2 separate regions of the Bombyx mori genome follow, and region 2 is linked to region 1. Evidence: chromatin contacts called from public Hi-C data. All regions are on one chromosome and are shown on one strand. The core of a region is the stretch at or near the end of the contact, and the rest is flanking DNA. Distances in the headings are between cores, read along the strand shown.

Evidence for each region. Hi-C and Micro-C count contacts between places; a contact is called where the count stands out from the background.
Region 2: a Hi-C map of middle silk gland shows a contact between it and region 1, with 2.1 times the contacts expected there. The contact joins the promoter of Aly here to the promoter of LOC732919 in region 1. A contact is called at or near these places in 2 of 7 Hi-C or Micro-C datasets (middle silk gland and posterior silk gland).

What each region holds. Positions count from the first base shown.
Region 1 is chr13:10,439,002-10,446,262 of ASM3026992v2, reverse strand. LOC732919 (mitochondrial single-stranded DNA-binding protein) reads right to left here and starts at 4,775. Exons shown (of 3, transcript NM_001046919.1): 1 at 4,639-4,775; 2 at 4,395-4,479; 3 at 3,246-3,653. The coding sequence starts at 4,656. The coding sequence ends at 3,310. It overlaps LOC693083 (glycosyl-phosphatidyl-inositol-anchored protein), which reads left to right and starts at 6,593. Exons shown (of 4, transcript NM_001046836.1): 1 at 6,593-6,811. The coding sequence starts at 6,692.
Region 2 is chr13:11,350,232-11,357,492 of ASM3026992v2, reverse strand. Aly (aly protein) reads left to right here and starts at 4,711. Exons shown (of 2, transcript NM_001167713.1): 1 at 4,711-4,729; 2 at 5,053-6,745. The coding sequence starts at 4,711. The coding sequence ends at 6,745. LOC101746483 reads right to left here and starts at 694. Exons shown (of 3, transcript XM_004927756.4): 1 at 1-694. The coding sequence starts at 63.

The sequences.
Region 1 (7,261 bases), core at 3,526-6,025:
TGTCACTCCTTTGGATGTCATTAATGATTATTATCATTTTGTGAATTAAATAATTCTGATGTAGTGTATGTACTTCCCACTGAGTTAGGTGAAAAAAAAAGGAAGGAAATTGTGGTTAATGTTGATATTGCATATCTAATCAATACTTAACCAATTTTAAAGATAGTGGTTAACAACGTGGTTAAAAATGTAAACGCTCGAAGATAATAACATTTTTCTCACGAAATTTAACTAAACAGTTATTGATTTTCATTGTTATTTACCGGTATTTTATTCTGCTTCAACATACAGTCTTTACCATCCTCGGTAAAAGCAATATTAACAGAATGTGTGAATTTTTTGTGCATCAGCGAGTGTTATCCATATTTTTCATTGACCACAGAACTAAATCAGAAGATATTAAACAATATTTAGAAGAACATTACATTCAGTTCAGAACATTCAGTTATTAATTTTTTTTCTGTATGCACCTGTCTTGAATTGCAATCCAGATTGTTATGTTAAATATTTAAACTTATATTTTCTATGGTTGTAATTTGTTTTGTCTACAATAAAAAAAAAAAAAAAAAAAACATTTGTCATCTTCTAAAAGTGAACTAACTAGTTATGAAAAGTATTCAAAAAAATCTTATAACAGCTTTTAACGATCGCTGGACCAAATCTAGCCGAACTAAACACCGCATTTTAATTAAAAATAAACCTGGTTGGACGGTGAATTTAAAGTACAACTTGAAGAAGTACCAATGGATATCTCACCTACAACATCTGGAAAACGTGGAAAACCACCAAATTCTTATGAAAATCTATTGGAGAAATCGAAAAAGAGGAAAAATATGGAGTTGATTCAAGAATATGGACTCGACTATATATATAACGCATATGTCCAAGGATTGCGGTCTGGAGGAGAAGTCGAATAAGCTTCTGTTGTTGAAATGTTCCGGAATTGGGATAGAAATCAAAAAGTAATCGCAAAAAACATTGTTGCAGGAACCTCGCATTGCAGCCTGAGTTACGGTCAATGACGCAGAAAAAAGTGTTATCCTCCACCGTCTAGCATTGAAGTAACCGATACAAGCGCTAAAGTAAAACTACAAGACTTGCTGGATCATACTACATCTCTTATTTAAAAAATTGAGAATGTTTACAAACCAATAAGGAGAAATCTTAAATTATTTACTAAATGGGGATGTGATGGTTCATCGGGACAAAGAGAATACAAACAAATTTTAACGGATGAAAGTGACCTAGTCGTAATCTTATTTATAGCGGCTCTGGTACCAATAAAGCTGACTGGTATAGAAACAAACTAGATTCTTTGGTAAAATCTATTTTGCTCGTCTATTCGATATTGCCGACCAATTTTGATGGAATTTGCAAAAGAAACGCTAGAAAAACCCGTTCAGTGGTTGGAGATATTCGTGGTCAAATTAATAATTAGGAAATTTCTAAGACGCGCAAAGATAATGTGGTAATTAAAATAAGTCACGAGCTATTCTTAACTATGGTTTTATAGAAAAGTCGCATAAGTTGTAACTGATACGAGCTCTGGAGCTGTGTGCACAGTGAGTGGGGCTAGACCAAGCGAAATGAATAAATTGGTAAAAATTGAATCAAAGCCAAATAATATGAGTGCTTACGAGTACGGTTTATCTACGCTTCATGCGTGGAAGATTATATGAAATGTGTAAAATCAACTCCTAGGTGCATTATATGAAATGTGTAAAATCAACTCCATGCACCTAGGAGTTGATTTTACACATTTCATATAATCATTTCATTTCAAAAATGAGCTGAGAAGAACTCCGGAAGAGAAAAAATTTAAGAAGACAAGAAGAAACTTGTACAAGTTTATTTCGAAGCCGAATGGGATTAAATGTTGATAAACCCCGACAAGGGAGTGGAAATAGTAACGATGGCAATACAGCTCGACCATTTTTTGAGAAGTACTATTGTTCTTCAGAAATTACAGGAGTTTGAAGAGGATCTTAATAAAAGATTCTATATAATCCTTCAGACTTTGGTATACGGCATTGCAGTAAATACAGAAAAATTTCGGCGAATAATATACTTACGCTACTGTACAATTGTGTTACAAAATAAATGTGGTATAACATGCCTTCATCAGTACATAAGATATTTCTACACAGGGGAAGTATAAGTAGACATTTTGCTGTTCTGCCTATTGGTCTTTTATCTGAGGATGCCCAAGAATCTCGTAATAAAGATTTCAATTTTTTACAAAGATTACATTTTTACTGGTGGTAGAAACTCGCGTGAGTCCGCACGGGTAGGTACCACCATCCTGCCTATTTTTGTCGTGAAGCAGTAATGCGTTTCGGTTTGAAGGGTGGGGTGGCCGTTGTAACTATACTGAAACCTAAGAACCCATATCTCAAGGTAGGTGGCGACATTTATGTTGTAGATGTCTATGGGCTCCAGTAACCACTTAACAGCAGGTGGTCTTTAAAAAATAGTCAGATTACATCACGCTAGAAAGTGCTCTAGGTCTGCAACGAATGCAGATGTATTTCATGGCCTTCTAATTACATCAGATCCATATATATCAAATATCAGAAATTCATCAATCACTGTGTTCAAGAAATTATTAGACGAAGCCAACAACCTGTTAGATATTTGAATTTAATGTACTTACAGATGTAATGTAATTATTTTTTTGGCATGTAACAGACATACTCCAAACTATGAGTTTAACATAGTTTAGCTAAAAAAAAATTTGTATTTTATGTGAAAATGGACTTAGAGCATGTACACAATTCAAACCTAATAATGGACTAAAAGACTGATGACTTAAAAAAAGCTCACTGTGGCTGTAAACAGCAAATAATGGTTTTATTACACAGATGAGATAAATGAGCTCTTGGCCCACTAGTTAATGGGTTGATGAATAACTGTAAGTTGTCAATACAAGGTAAATACTGCTAGGCAGCTTGATAGATGACATTTAAATCTCAATCGTGTAGTGTAACAGCAGTGTCAAGCCTTCAAATCAAGATGCGTAACTTCTATGTCGATAAAATAATTCCTATGTTCCTTTAATTAACCATAGCATAAACATTTAATAGACAAATTATAAATGCAAGAAACTGTTCACTGATACACCATAATAATATGATAATGTTTGGTAACTCAAATTAAAAGTCATTTTATAAGACTAAATTCAATTTAATTGAATGGTTACTGATGGGTTTTTGGTTTGTACAAAATATAACTTCAACACTTATTAATCACTAAATGCTTGTTTTGCAAATCTCTTGCAATGACATTTCATTGCAAATGATATTATGGCCTTTATTGTTCAGATTCATAAGGTGTGCTTTGAAAAAATATAACATCATCAGCAATAACAGTTGAGGCTGTTCTCACTTGCCCGTCATCCAATTTTACTTCTCCATAAGATAATTTTCCAGTTACATAAATTCTTTGACCTTTCTTTAAATATTTATAGACAGTGTCTCGTAACCCAGGTTTGAATATACTCACTCTATGCCAATCTGTTCTTTGCAGTATATCACCAGATTCATATTTGTAGCTGTAATGTGTTGCAAGAGGAAAATTTATTACAGGATGTTCTTCAGAACCACGTTTTTGAGGATCTGCACCAACTCTTCCCAAAAGTGTCACTTGATTGATGGCTGTAATGCATATATATTCCATTTATAAACATGAGAAATAGTTGTCAACCTAATTTATTAACACTCAATCATCTACATCAAGTTTTTATTTTATTTGATTTGTTGTAACACTTTTTTTGTTTCTTAGATGGGTGGACGAGCTCACGGCTCACCTACAGTAAAGTGGTCACCAGATCCCATAGACAATAACTAGGTTCACAAGATGCCCTACCACCAGTATAACTCAAACCATAATTTTAGCAACTTTGATTTTAATTACACAATGTTATTCCTTCACCGTGGAAGTCATTCATTAACATTTATTCAGACAGTATTTCATCAGAACAATTGATTCCAACATCTACACGGCTACAATTCTAGATATGAATGCATTGGGCGACTTATCTTTAGGCCGTAAAAACTTCAACATGTATTTATTGCCTTTGCAGGCAGACGAGCATACGGCCCATTTGATCGTAAGTGGTTACCGTCGCTCACGGACGTCAGCATTGCTAGCGGCACAGCCAAGTCACTGCCAACCATTATGTGTGTGAATGTGTATTTAAGTGCATAAAGTGATTTTAATTATTGTTAACGTATTCACGAACCGATACCGCGGAACGATTACATACAATTCACCTATAGGGAAGAGCGTATATTACTTTAATACGGTTAAGCATATCTTGATTGAATGTATTTGGTCTGCGAATATCAACAAGTAACCTAAAAAACTAAAAACTTTCATGTTTATTGGATGCTTACTTTTTTCGTTTTTCTGTCCTTCTAGTCGTGCTACTGATGTATGTAGACGCTGACCGCCAAAAAATACTCGAATCAACGTAGGTGTCTGAAAATTGACAAATACATTTGTATTGTATGTATACAGTTGTGTGTTATATTATGTAGAACAAAGTGGATTTGTATGGAAATTGAATTTCATTATCTGAATAAACACAAAACAAAAATATGTATGGTTTAGAGTAAATTACATTTCCCGAAAACTTACCCTGATCGAGCTTAACATTTTAGTTAATAAAACACTATTTATTTTTCTACTAAACAGTGAAAACTGACAGAGAAGTGAGAATGCGTAACAATATTATTATCTGGGTCTACTAACCGATACTAATAGAATAGAACTTTACTCGCAAACTAAATTATAAAGTAGGCAGTTCTGTAGTAGTAAGTTCCTAACAAAAATCGTATTTTAAACTCATAACCTTGCCCGAATACAGTGATATTTTTTTTAGGGTATTTTATGATTTGGTAACTAAGACCTTTAAGTCATGTCTTATTTTAATTTAAATTCTTATTTTCATGAAAAATGATAATATGGAGTGAAATGAAATGGGATGAAATGAAATGAAGATAATTAACCCGAGACATTAATCAACTGGGATGAAATTAAATGAAATGAGATAAGATGATATGGGATGAAATGTAATCTCAGTAAAATGGTGGTCATTTACTGAAATTTTTTCAGTGGACTTTTTGGAGGATCTCGAGAAGTTACTTCCAACGGCTTTGTTTCATTTTCCCACATTTGTGCACTTTCAGAGATACTAAACAGTTAAGAAACCACCGTTATTACACATTTAAAGCTGAAGAAACACTAAATAGACAAAATAGAACAAATCGCACAGCTTGACACCTCGCGTTCCCGCCAAAAAGTCCTTCATAGATTACAAATATAACAATTTGTTTTTTTAAATGATTTTATGGCTTGGTAACTGCAGCTTTAAACCAAGTCTATTTTAATGAGATTTTTTAATTAACTTTTTGTAAGAACCGAGAAGCTACGAACGCGAATTTGTTTAATTTTTTCACATTTGTGCATTTTCACAAATGTTAAACAGTTACATTTGTTACACGTTGAAGCCTGAAGAAATGCTAAAGTAACAAAATAAAACAATTCACACAGTTCGCGCTCCCGCCAAATAGGCCCAAATATTTCAAAGGAAGGGAAATGTTCTACTTGTAATATTTAAAACATTTAATATATTGAATTTAGACATAATGCTGGCAATAATGGCATTGAAAGAAACCAATTGGCATACTATGGCATATTAAAAAAGAGAAGAACAAGAACCTTTATCTAAGACCTTTTTAATTAAATACTCATGTACATATTTATTTCATTATTGATTTGGAAACCAGCAATACAAAACAACCATATAATAAATTAGGCATAGGTATAGGTAAAACAAACAAAACACCATTAACAAAATTTAGTTTTAATAATATGTACTAGTTTTAACGTCTGCATAAAATGAGATTTAATGCAATTCAATTAATATGTGGTGTGTAAAATAAAAGTAGCCGTTGTTAATTTCAATTTTAATCTATTTCCTCCTAATTATTAGTAACTATAATAGTACGAAGCTATTTTTGTTCTTCGGAGAATAACAGAAAAAAACGATCTAAATAAAAAAGTCGGAATATTGGAATTATAATCACTTCTTATTTTTTTCAATATTTTGACTCTTCTTGCGATGCTATTGTTACCTTTATAAACACTTAATTCATAAGTACTTTAAAAAACAAGAAGAAGAAACGAGTTAAGAAGATTAGAAATAATGTCACAGTAATATAGTAAGAATATGCTGAGACTTGACTGGGCTTTCTAGTACTTGAGAAGCCATGTCTACCGACTTCTGCCTGACTTGCGCACTTTCACATGCTAAACAGGTATCATTAATAGACTTTTAACCCTGAGGAAATACTAAATGTACAAAACCAAAAAATTCACACCAATTTACTCCTTGCGTTTTCTCTCTCTTTCCCTCTTAAACAAACGACACACGCATTTCGTGTGTGTGTTCATTATTAAACCGAAATAACAAGACATCAAACTGGTGTATTGTTTTTTTGCCTTACGAAATAATCAAAACAAAAAACCTCAACGATCCTGAGCTGAATGGTTAAAGTAGGTATTGCCATATAGCAAAATTCCAAAAAACTTACGACTTGCGTCCTTTTGCTGGGAGTGACAGATAGAAATTTCTATCTCTATCTTCTAACCCACGACGCAATCCAAGAAAAGTTGTTGCCTGTGAAGGATGCCTTCAGCTGCTAATGCAAAATCTGAAAAGCCGGCCTCTTCGGAGGATAAGGATACACCAATTCGACAAATTATGACGATTATTGAGCATAAAATTCGTAATTTGGAAAAACGCAAGGTAAGTAAATACAATGTAAACGATATCAACAAAATGTTTAATGTTCCGGTGTTAGTCGAGTGTTCAATCGTTCTTAAAACTTGCCTTAATTTCGTGTTTTGACCTTTATTTAAATTCGTTCCATAAGCTTATTCCTTAATTGTTTGCTAAATTCATTCAAATACTCTCTTGACGCCATTTTACACATGTGCTTCGCAAAGTTGACGATGAGAACCATGACGCCCTGTTATTTTTGGGAGTAATTTTTTTATTGTCTCTATATTTATTTCAGTAGTTCTTTTAGTAAATGTAATTAGTTATGTTAAAGCGAAAACATTAGCTTTGCTATTAAAAAAAATTTAATTTAGGACTAAAGTATTTTAGTGTTTATATGTTCTAGCTTGTGTAGTATCTTTTGTTGTTAAAACGAGTCCATAGTGAATTTACAGGTTAGGCCCTGTGACAAACTGT
Region 2 (7,261 bases), core at 3,462-5,961, 910 kb before region 1:
GCTGATTTCAACTTTAAGGTAACTTATCGCTAGCACAGTTGTCAACAATACTTCGAGTTTCATTTTTGTGTACAAGCAATTGTTTGATTGCAAGTAAATACTATATTAATACATGCATGTAACTAATAATTATGTTTCTCGACGAACTTTCAAATTTCCATTTTTTGTGACAGTATTTATATTTTATGATTTGTGGTCACAGCCAATGAAGTAGGAAACCTATGGAAATGAAACGTCAAACAAAATTTCGTGCCACTGTGACGTCATCTGGCCACAAAACATGGCGGCTTTAGTGCTGTACAAAAGATTTCAATGTTATCAGGTTTTATCGATAAACGTTCTTGGCTCATTTTATTTTAAATATTGTTGAGTATTATTTATTTGTAGAATTTATACTTTAATGGGAAGTAAGTAGGTATATTGTTATGTGCAAATATGATATGATTTAGATGGGTGAAATCTAAGACAAGTTCGTCCTTCGAATTTGCCAAGTAAACGATATGATGATTTTTAAAAGTTGCTACACTGATTTTATAAAGTTGTCGTTTGTCGCAAAACATAAAGATATGGCGTAGTACAGTGCCATCTGCCCATTTCTAGCATGCTGAATGTTATCGTATTTTGAGTACGTGTTTTTCTTAGACTATTACAATCTATTTTAATTGTTTTGCTGACTCTAAAGTCCGTAACACACTACCGCAGCCCACCCCAAGGAAGGTGCGCTGCACCATTTGAATCACTTTCGCTTGAGTGATTCAAATTTTAAACTTATCAAGGGACCGCGTGAAAAGAAAAACACCTACAGAACATTTATTCATTAATTACAAACGTCATTCCTTGTGACTTCCTCTCTAAAATCACTTAATTATTAAATATTTAACAAATTTACAATAGTGTTTTACTCACTGCGGAATAAAACTATTTTATTTAAATAGTTCCGAAGAGATTTTGTCGGTAGCCTTTTTCCCGAAATATCTAAACAGAATGTCTAAATATGTTTTGATGACATATTTTAAAGTGGTATTTATGATTAGTGTCATGATCAATAGATTCCGACCGAAAAATGGATTTTTCGGATGAGGGCTTCATAATGAATTTAAATACATATAGATAATAGTTTTAGGACATCGACTTTCTTGAGATCCTATAAAATACGTTTTAATTATTATTTTTGTATGTTTTAAGCATGATAAATTATGAAATTTTATATAATCAATTATATTAAATCGATATCAAAGTCAATAAATAATGTACAACCCAAAACAGACGGCCGAACTGACGTGACAATGACATTTGGCGCGCTGAACATGGCGGATTTTCGGCCTCATTAGACGGAGACGGAGACATTTACGTATATTCATGTTTCATTTTATGTACGCACTGAAATACTGTTATATTGTTTTCCTGCGAGTTAAAGTGCTGAGTAAGAACGAGATAGATATATGTTTATGTGTGTACCATGGAGTTACTATTCTAACTGGAGTGCTTACTTCGTTTGACATAAAAACTAAAAATATACTTTATCTCTATGGCATAAAGTTTATTTTTGAATAGCAAAAGATGTAAGGAAAAACGGTCTGAAAAGAGAATGATTATTAAGTGGTGGTGTCCCTCTCGTACATTTTACAAACAAAAAGCAGTGTTGCTAGCTTAGAGGATTTTCCACAAAATCTCGTAATTTGGACCCCTGTCTTATTTATCAAAAATGGCTTTTAGTGGTTAGTGGATTTTTTAGTAGCTTGGGCGTTGTTGAAAATTATCGAAAAGGTTAAAATCAATCCACTTTACAGGATTTTAAACATTTTAGGACAATAATATATATAAATAATATTATTTAAACGATGTGACTTATACTTAACTAGAAAATGTTGCGACAATTTAGAATTTCCATCAACGTCAAAAATTAAATTGGTTCAAAAGAAACGTACAAAGTTATGGTGAAATTAGTTTCTGATGATGACAATTTATTAAAATAAATTATATAAGAAATATTGATTATATGATATATATATATTGATTTTTAATAGAACATCATATATTAATAAAACTCATTAACAAAATAATTATTGTTCTATAATAGTAAGAACTCTGTTTAATGGAAATTTTAACGGTAGGTACGTAGATTTCTAATGGTTTACATGTTGAATTTGGTGGGAAGCCAGATTAATTGTTGGCATCACCGAAAAAGAGCTATGAATGGATCAAAAGAAAAATGGCGTCTATTTACGTTTGTAGTTCGAAGTTAAAAGGGCACTGATACAGCTTGTGGCTTGTTTTTTTTCGAAAATCGTGAAAGTTTCCGTGTAATCATGGTGAACACTTGTATTGTAAGTGGTTGTAAGCGAGAATCATCTCCAGTTTGTGGAATATCCTTCCATATGTCACATTCATTGATAAATTTTTACTAGTGTGAGCATATATTTTTAAAATGTGAGATATTTTTTCTCATTATAATATTTAATACCATTTGTCTTGTAAATTGTACTTAATCTATGTCATATACGAAATTTGAAAAAACAATCGTGAAAAACTATAATTTTGCAATGTATTTTTCATATTACAAGAGCCATCACGTGGTATTTTTTGAACTTTTTTTATTGTATTGAATAACGTCGCACGCAAGCATGTATATCATTTGCCTGACGTTAAGCGAACGAGGAGGATCTTCTAGTAAATATGACGTTGGAATTTCTGGAAAATGTCCTATGTAAAGGTCAAACAAGAGGAATCTAGTATTCAAACGCAAGAAATAAAAAATACCCCGAGAAAAGCAAAATTACGACAAGATGTTAAGGTTTTGAAACAAAAACTTAAAAGTCGCGAAATAGTGATTGTAAATATAAAGTCGATTTTAGATTTATTAAAGAAAAACGGCGATTTTTAATTGAATTGAAATTTAAATTGCGAAATTTTAATGATACTCATGGTCCACTTAGATATTGATTAAAATAAATTATGTATTTCGTTGAAAAAAAAGAATTTGCATAAAATATAGGAAATATTATATTATAAGACTACAGAAAATTAACTGAACTTAATAATAATAATATAATCAATATTTTGTAAATAGAGATCAAGTACTATGTGTATTGTGTTATGTGTATTGACTTGTCATTTAAGAGTTATTTAATTGTCTACATATAACAAATAAATGAATTTCAGTTCATTTCATTTTATTACCCATTGTATTTTATTTCCTAAAATGTAACTAGTAGACTTAATATTATACACGTGTCATGAAAATAGCACAGAAGTAAAAATACAAGCAATTTTAAATCAATTGAAGATGTGAATGTAGGAAAAGAGCACCCGATACGCGCAGACCATGTGTGTTGCAGTGTCAAATATTAATTTGCACGGCCCACTTAGCCAGTACATTAAAGTAGGAATTGCGTAATTAAGTTCAACATAATATTTAAGTCGCGGTTGAGTATTCGGACGTTAAACATGAGTTTGAGGAAGTTTAAGTAATAGAACTGAGGTAATAATGTTTGTAATAAAACTCAGTGCTAGATTTTCGACAACGCAGCAATTTCCAAAAAAAAAACGTCGAGAAAAAGTCACCATGACGACGAAGCAATGTTTAGAATTGAATTTACATAAATAAACTGTTGCAAGCATGTGTTTTGTATTTACATAGGGCTACACAGAATTACTTAAGGTAAATTCAAAACTGATGCATGTGTATAATTTTGTCCTATAAATAAATTTTATATGGTCACCACATTAGACAAGGACACCGCGACCAAAAAGTATTCTCTTTCGAGACCGATTTCTCGGCATTAGACAGCACTCCAGTTGTAGGTACTTATTAACTCCATGGTGTGTACCTTCAAAATGGGTGCTATTTATATAAGCAATTGTACGTATAGAACAATATGTCGTGTCCCTACTATATAGGTCTATGGTCACAGCACAGTGCATGGAGTTAATAAGGTTAGAATAGTAACTCTATGGCACAGTGGTATTTGACGTTTTTACATTATTCGATTTGTCATCGAAGGGAACGTGGTATATGCTGCCAAATCTTTTATAATGAAGGCCATTTTTGTTGTACAAAAAGTAAAATCGAGCTAAGCTTTTTATATTTGGATAAAGTAAAAATAGCTAAAAAATTAAAAAAGTGTAGCCGTTAGTGAGATGAAATGAAATAATCTGTCATTAAAATGTCGCTAATTTACTGATAGTTAAATGCAGTTTTAGAAGAACCCAAGAAGTCACATTCAATGATTTTATTCCAATTTACTTAATAAATAAATTCCGGCCCAAAACTCTGTTCTGATGAACACACTATGAGTTAGATTTTCTCTTTGTTTGGAAACATACATCACTATACCACTTGATGGTGAGTGATCACAGAGGCTCATGGACGTCATCAATACCAGGGACATAGTCAATTAGTCAATTAGCTGTCTAAAAGACACATGATGTGGTGAAGGGTGAAGCAGCGAAAATGTGCGGTTCAATAAACGACGCTAAAATACATAATACATTCATTTAATTAAAGGGCCACGTCGAAAGCTTCATAGAAAACATTTGCCATACATTTTGATGTGACAAACGAAATTTAATTTTAGGTATTGCATCTGATTTTGAAATTTTGCAGCTTTCACCGATGCACACGTTTCTGGTATATCCGAACGTAACAGTGTTGGCGCTTGAATTCTAGCCATTCAGCACTCAAAGTAACAAATCACAATCGACATCAATATGGCGGATAAATCAGAAAGTAAGTTAATAAATTCGTTTTTATTGAAAGAGTTGGTAAATAAAACCCTCTAAATTAAACTTACAGTTCGAGTATAAGATATACTTGAAGAGATGGGCTTCATGCAAGACAGCGAATCGCGTTCATTTATTTGTTATTTTAAATTTAGGTTTCGCTCGATTCAAAATTTGAAAAAATTCAAATTTTGTACAGAATGTCATTGCAAGTTACTTGAAATTTAGAATTCTAATCAAAATCTACTTTGCAATCGATACGTATTTTGAATAATGTATAATTTATTTATTTTGTAGTACATACATAAATATTACTATTGTTACTTTCAGGAGAGTATGACGAATTATCAACTCCACCAAGATCACTCCAAAAGGTTAAAGATGAGCCAATGGAAATGGATTTTCCGGAAGAAGAAGAAGAAGAACCTCCAGCATTCGGACCTGCAGCATTGGGCTTGCATAGAGTTGGTACAAAATTGCCGCCAAAACCAGCTCCAAGTGAGCCAGTTCAAAAACTTAATGCAAGGGGAATGCCCGCTAGGATCAGAAAGAAAAATAGGTTCATTTTTGTTGACGATTTTGTGAACACGTCACCTCCACGACAGTCTCCAAAAAAGACTCCAAAAATACTTAACAAAACGCCTAATAAACCACCAAGTGCAAAAAAACAAAAATCTCCAATAAAAGTTCAAAAGGCTACAGAGAGGAATGATAAGGTAGATTCTGTAGGCATCCAAATGCAAGACAATAAATCAGGTCATCGAATTGGCATGCGACTTAGAAATTTATTGAAGCTACCCAAGGCTCACAAGTGGGTGTGTTTTGAATACTTTTATAGTAATATTGATAAAGTATTATTTGATGGTGAAAATGATTTTATGATTTGCTTAAAAGAATCATTTCCACAATTGACCAACAGAAAGTTAACTAGAACACAATGGTCAAAAATCAGAAGAATGATGGGAAAGCCTCGACGATGTTCTCAAGCATTTTTTGATGAGGAGCGGAAAGAATTGGAAAGAAAGAGGAAATTGATTCGATATGTACAACAGCAAAAATCGGCTGATGTGTGTGTCAAAGATTTACCAACCGAAATACCAATGCAATTAGTAGTTGGTACTAAAGTTACTGCTAGACTACGTCGACCACAGGATGGATTGTTCACTGGATGCATCGATGCTGTTGATACATCTAATAACACATATAGGATAACTTTTGAAAGACCTAAATTGGGCACACATTCAGTACCTGATTATGAAGTATTGTCAAATGAACCACCTGATACTATTTGTCTGACAAGTATAACGCAACGTTTTAGACCAAGAAAAGTAATTCAAGATCTACTCAGTTTGTATTCACCAATACAGAAAAATTCGCAAGGAGATCCTTTGATTGGATGTTCTGATCTTGCAAATCAAGCTAATTCTGTAATTGGTAGTTACCCATTCCGGTTTTTAGAACTCATTGTAAAATTAAGAAGATTATTAAATGCTAAAAAGAGCAAGATAAATAAATTAAAAGAATATAACTGTATGGCAGAAAAAAGAAAGTCCTTTGGACAGAGGATGCCTGAAGACTTTGAACGAAAATATGCTGCTGTTGTGATTGAGTTAGAAAGAATGAATATGGATTTACAAGAATATATCAATGAGATTCAACATCATTGTCAACAAATTGCACCAGGGCCATGTTTGGCTGCAATGTTAGCACCATCGCAACTTCGAGACAAATGTCATGAAGAAGCTTCAGTTCTTGTTGAGAAGAATAACAATGGAGTTATTCAAGATCCTTCAGTTTTAGATCTCATAACAGATCTAACTGCACTCATGTTGCAAGTTAGAAGTTTATCTGATTCAGATCAGAATGCCTATGAACTGAGTGTACTTCAAGGTACAATGGATCAGATCAAGATGAAATTAAAACCACAATATCACAGATTGTTTCAAAATAATGTTGAAATACATATGCATAAAATTCAGATGGGATTGGGGCAAATGATTTTTGAATATTCTGCAGGCACATAAAATTATTTATATTATAAATTTATATAAAGAGTATTTATTATTGTTGATTTTGTAATTTAATGAATATATAAAAAAAAATCATATGCAACAAAAACATACTTCACTGTATATCAGACTGTTGTACAAAATTAATCATATTTTAAATGATAACTGGTACATAAAATATGTAAGTTTGAAAAATATAAAATGTATGATGTAGATTGTGAATTGTAAATATAATTTCGTGAATTGTAAATATAATATAATTGCATGAGTTTTTTGGAAATTTTTATTAAATTAATTGAGGCCATCAGCGCAACAATTTTTCATATTCGTGCTAATTGCAATTTATTTAAAATTTAATAAATTTTGATGCAAAACCGGCCTATCCCTAGTTTCACTCACAGATAACAGATGGCTTTGTAAACATTATTTTGGCACCTATTATTTTTGCCTACGAAGTAGTGTTAAAGTAAATTCAAACTTCATTATCTCCATACTAATTATTGTCGCTTAGGTCACTGCACAGGTTCACT